Linked DNA regions of Mus musculus: region 2 is linked to region 1. The links are chromatin contacts, called in public Hi-C maps. All regions are on one chromosome and are shown on one strand. The core of a region is the stretch at or near the end of the contact, and the rest is flanking DNA. Distances in the headings are between cores, read along the strand shown. Region 1 holds the start of Grm5 (glutamate receptor, metabotropic 5). Region 2 overlaps Grm5 (glutamate receptor, metabotropic 5).

The links. A called contact is a pair of places that touch in the nucleus more often than the background predicts.
Region 2: a Hi-C map of neural progenitor cells shows a contact between it and region 1, with 6 times the contacts expected there. The contact joins the enhancer-like site here to the promoter of Grm5 in region 1. A contact is called at or near these places in 3 of 484 Hi-C or Micro-C datasets (the G1E-ER4 cell line, cortical neurons and neural progenitor cells) and 1 of 9 other capture datasets (adipose tissue).

The regions. Positions count from the first base shown.
Region 1 is chr7:87,582,843-87,585,744 of GRCm38.p6, reverse strand. Grm5 (glutamate receptor, metabotropic 5) reads right to left here and starts at 1,577. Exons shown (of 11, transcript NM_001143834.1): 1 at 1,205-1,577.
Region 2 is chr7:87,762,742-87,765,545 of GRCm38.p6, reverse strand. The region is part of intron 3 of Grm5 (glutamate receptor, metabotropic 5); the gene reads right to left. Among named protein-coding and RNA genes, the nearest start is that of Grm5, 180 kb to the right of the region's middle. Within about 2 kb of position 1,540, at least 4 of the 459 cell types and tissues checked have an H3K27ac peak or open chromatin away from gene starts, as enhancers often do. A contact at or near this core is called in neural progenitor cells, where this site is marked.

The DNA of each region.
Region 1 (2,902 bases), core at 328-2,827:
CCATAGACCTTTCATAGAACCAGCATGCATTATCCAATGGCACTGTGAACGTTACAGCTGTTAAAATACTTGGAGAGAGAACATCTTTACAATCTATTTGCCTGTATTTCCGGATATCTCCCTTCCCTCTTTCCCTGTACAATTCTTCAAGCTTATACAAACACACACTATTTTGTGAGACTTCAGTGTCCTAAAATGCAGTATGCTTTCCACTTTCCTGATGGAGAGAATAAGTGTACAATGCTTGGTAGTCTTGTTCAAGGTCACATATTTTCCTAGACAATGGCCTAAGGGCTTCTCAGGGTGTGACTGAATGAACATTGGTACCAAATCTGACAGACCCAACTCTCCTTGCTATACTACCACACATAGCTCATGGAGTCTGTTCAACTCCCCTCTCTTTCCTCTTGATCTCCATGTTCTTCATTATCATCCTTTATGAAAGTTCTGTCAGAAAATTTAAGGTTAAAAAAAATCTTCCTTTCACTGCTAGAAATATATAATCTTAGCTTTAAGGGTCCAGACGTGCTGATACATCTCATAAATGGGTTAATGATTCCAGAGAATCTCTTGGTCCTGGTGTTATAGTCATTCAAATGTCATTTTAGAATTGTAATACAGTATTTAAAACCATCCATAATCTTCTTCCCTGTCTCATTTTTGGGGTGCAGCATCAGCAAGTGTGCTTACTACAGCCCAAACATCTAATATCCTCAGAGATCTAAAATTCTCCTCCCTCGCTAAGTGCATGCTTTATCATTGCACATGTACCAGCATGAGACAGAAGGGGGGGGGGCTTTATTGGTTTTATTTATTTTTTTCTGCCACTGATTATTTTAGCTATTTTCTGTGGAAACAACCCCACTGAAATCCTTCAGTTAGGTGAATGAAAACAAAAAGATATTCAAAAACCTCCCATTTAGCCATACCACATTAGCCCAGGCTCCTGACTCTAAATTCATGTCTAATTTATAGAGCACATGTCCTTGCGGGGTGACTTTCTTAAACTTGCAGGACCTTCTAGTATCCCTGGCTTCACCTGTCGTCCACCTGCCCACCACCTGCCCTTCTGGGTCCCTTTAGTCCAAGCACCCGCCCCTTGCTCGCTCACTCTCCATCCCTGCACTGGGGGAGGGGCTCCGGCGGCATCCTACATCCCTGGTAACTCCACAGCTGAGAGAAAGAAAAACAGCGCTATGCTTACCAGGTGCGCTCCCTGAGCCTTGCTCCTCTGGACAGCCGCTCCTTTCAAGCTCCCTGCGCTTTCGTAGCGGCCTTGGCTGCTGCAGAAGCGCTAGTGGCTGCGATCTAAGCTGTAGTGGCAGCCAGCAGAACGGCTGCGGGCCCGCGGTGGTGGCGCTCGCTCTCTCGCGCCAGCGCCTGGAGCACGTGCTGCGCCCGGGCAGACGCAGCTGGAAGCGCAACGCTGGGTTGGCTCCTACTCTTGCAGAGTGCAATTGGGGGCGGCTGGCTAGCCTTGGATCAGTGAGTGAACACTGCTCCTAGAGCCTCTTGGTCTCAGGGTTCAGGCCAGGGCAGTCTTGGACTTCCTCACTACCTCATTCCCACCCAGAGATGGAGAAGCAGGAGCTGTGCTGGGAGGCGTGGGTGGCATGTCACTCAGAGAGAAGCTGGAGAGCAGGTAGATAATCAGCTTCTCTCTGAAGATAGTACGAAACTCCTGACAGTTATTGGGAGAAGGGGTATTATTGCTGGAAGACAGAGAGAGGAGTAGGAAGAAACAGAGAGACAAACACAAGACTGAGAGACACAGAGAGAAGAGAGAGAGAGTGACACAGACTGTACTTACACACACACACACACACACACACAGAGAGAGAGAGAGAGAGAGAGAGAGAGAGAGAGAGAGAGAGAGAGAGAATGAGATTCAGAGAACTGCAAGTACGGTTCAGAAGCCCGAGTGATTAGAAAGACCAATGTATTTAATGGTCTTGAGTCATTAATAATGTCATTTTGCATTTGTCTGCACTTCTTAAAAATGTTTCTTCCTACATCCATTAAAAGTCTTTCCCTGTGGGACTTAAATGTTTTACTTCTTCCAATTGCTTGGCATCCTTTTCTTTGATACCCCTAGTACTGTCTATGGACATCAAAAATGCTAAGGTTACCTTCACATTATATCTGAAAGAAAAAGAATAAAAGGGATCCCTATAAATTACTTGCATGGCTTAATTTAAACAAAAGAATAATTGGGTAATATTATTATTGCCTGAGCAAATTAAAGGAGCCAGGTACTTTCAGTAGCTGAATTAATGATTAAAACATGCACAACACTGAAGTCAAGGACACCAGTTATTAATAACTACTAATGTTTGTCAGTGGGTCCTTGACAACAAGGTAGTGTTTCTTTGATTACTTCGGTGATATAATAGTAAGGAACGGAAGAAGGGAAGTATCCATTTAAAACACTATGTCAAGCATTAAAAGACATTTGCCCATATGTGTGTATTATAGCCCATTTACAGCAACACATTAGAACCAGACTCCAGGTCCACCAACAGATGAATGGGCAACGATGTTATATATACATATAAAACTTTTATTCAGCTGGAAAGAAAACTGAAATTATGAAGTTTACAGGGAAAAAAATGATCAGCCTCAAGTGTATAGCATTAAGTTAGGTGGTCTAAACCCAGGAAGACAAAGCCAGTGTGGTCTTTCTCATGTGCAGATCCTAGCTTGTAATGTGTGCATGTGAAAATATCTGTAAATGTGGACTGATCTTTAAAATACAATCAGCATCACCCCCACAAAATTACTAGAAAGGAAACCAAAAGAAGGGAAAAGGGGTACTAAAGGAAGAAGAGATCAAAGGGCACATTTGCTATGAAAATGAAGAAAGGGGGTAGAGTATCAGAGGGAGTGGGAAGTAAGCAAAAAA
Region 2 (2,804 bases), core at 291-2,790, 180 kb before region 1:
GTGGGGTTCAGTGTTCAAAATGCAGCACTGCATTAACTAGGCATAATGCTACAAACCTCTAATCCTAGCACCTACAACATGCAGACAGAAAATTCAAAGTCATTAATTCAAATAATTTCAAAGTCATTATCCTTGTCTACATACCCAGTTTGAGAACAGCCCAGGCTACATTTGACTCAAAAACTGAATAAAGGTTTAAAAAAAAGAAAAATAATACACATCATATCATTTTCACATAGAAAAAGAGAGTAGAGGTTCTGGCCTCAGCATATCCCTCAATTGGATTCTCCTGCTTTACGAATTTCCAAGGAAGAATAATATTTCATCTGTAATTGATCAGTTTGCTAATAACAGAAGATGAATAACTGTCTGATAAATAAAAGATCTCTATTATTCACATAAGACTGAAGAATAACATTTTTTCCTTTTCTTGGCAGTAGTTGTATATATTTTTCTTTACTCAAGAATAATGAACAACAACAATAAAAAAAACAACAACAACAATGAAAAACAAAGTTTTATGGAACCATGAAAAAATTAAACATAAAAGATGATTGAAAAGTTCTTTGTTGAATTGTTCAAAAATGATATTGTTCTAAAAGAAATACCAAAGTGATTATTATCCAAGTGAGTCTTGCTATTCAGATGTAAAACAACTAAAGCTTCTTTAATAAGATTTATAATTGTTTTGCCATTAACTTTTACAAAATAAGGGAATTCTCACATTTTCCCAAAGATAAAAGAATCAATAATTATAATGAAGCATTAGGGATGACTACCATGATCTAATTTTGCTAAAATCTTAATATAGTGAGACTTATATCAAAATATATTGAGACATCTAACAAAAAGGAACAAGAGCAGGAAGAGGGAAAGTGACAGCATGCATAGATTTGCTCTCAACACTCCTTAAAATAATGCGAATTTACAGCAAAATGTAAGCATATATGTTGCTGAATTTTAAGACATGTTTTCAGGGTTCAGTATGGATTTGATTTACACATCAGTGCTATTGGAGTAAGGAAAGTTTCTAGGTCACATTAAAATAATTAGTGCCAAGTTGAAATGTAATTAATTGACAGGGGGAGGGGAAGAGAGAAGCTCTTTATTCACTGTTTCTATTGCAGAGGTCCTTAGCTAAATTCTAGTCTATTGATAAAAGATCTAGATTCCTCATTATCTAAAAAAGGAAATTACTAATTTATAGTAGATAAATTAATTAATTCTTGATTAATTCTTGATTCCATTTGTAGAGTTTTTAATTCAGCAACATGGATGCTGTGGCAAAGGCTCACATCCAAAGACCTTCTAGGTCAATATGATCCAGCTAGGATGAAAATACACACCGTTTTCCAATGTGATTTAGCTATAACACACACTTAGTACACACCTTTACTCCCTAACAACAAAAGTAAGGTTAATTTGTAGAAGGAAACAGCCATGTTTGAAAGTGATGGCTACTGTGCTGCTCAGGGAAGGCAGAGGCTGCTCTAATGAGGGCTGTAGCCAGTGAGAGTCAGTGAGAGCTCTCATGCCCTCTGGGCCAGTTGATCTGGCTGCTGCAGGTGGCTGGGGGAAGCAGAGTCTCTCTCCCATGCCCATAACATCTATCAGCAGATGAGAGGTGCAGGCAGCTCTCCTGTGTTCACATTCTGGCCAGCTCACCCAGTCCAGCTTTATTTTTTTTAACTCAATAGTAAGACTATTGAGTTAAAAAAATGTCAACAATTGTCAAACAGGGTTGCAAGTTATTTAAAAAACTTCTACACATAGCGGAAGTAGATAACTTAGAGAGTAAATTACTTGTAAAGTAGAAGAAAAATCTCTGTAAGTTATACAACTTACAAAAGATTAATGCCCAGAATATGACCTGGGGAACAAAACTAAACTAATCAAACAACCCACTCAACAAGTGAGCTAATGAACAAGAGAGTTTTCAAAAAGAAGAAAATCAAACTTGTATTAAACATATTAAAATGGTTTAATCTCACTGGCCATCACAGAAATATAAATTAAAACTGTACTGTGGTTTCATTTTAATCCCATTACAATGGCTAACAGTAATAAAAGCAAGGGCTATCCATCATGGTGAGTACTTGGGGAAAGAGACAAAGAATGGAGAAAGAGAAAGTACACACATGTGGATACACACATTGTTTTTATTAATTTCATGTTATCCATGTTTTTTCTATAAATACATAAATTTACATGTGTATGTATATATGACACTAAAGCCAAACTGTATAAGGAAACTAAGAGGACTAACAAGAACTAACAAGAACTGGGTAGGCAGGCCTAGGATACATACAGTGTCCAATATTTACTTGTATAAAGATGCCTTTATGTTATACAATATCATGCAATATGGATATATATGATGAAAAAAAATTTAAACTGCTGTAATTTTTGCAACTCAATTTTTATTGGCAGTAGGTAGAATTTTTCAGTATCTCTATAAATCTCACCTTGATTTCAATTTGTAAAATAGCCATTTTAAAATATATTTGAATCAATTTTGCCCTCTTTTATTACCATTGCTAATTCTGCCTGTGAAAAGACCTCAATTTAAGTGCTACCCCATGCGTAGTGCATAGTGATAAATTGCTTGGAATGGCTGTTTACATATTGTGGATGCTCATGAAATATTTGTTCACTATATTAAGATCTAAGTTTCTGTCTCCCTTAATTTGTAATTATTTGCAAAACATCTAACAAGTGTATTTCATTTAATTAAAATACAAGTTTAAACTATTTACATATCCCATTCACACAAAAGTGGTATGACTAATTACTTTACAATTCCT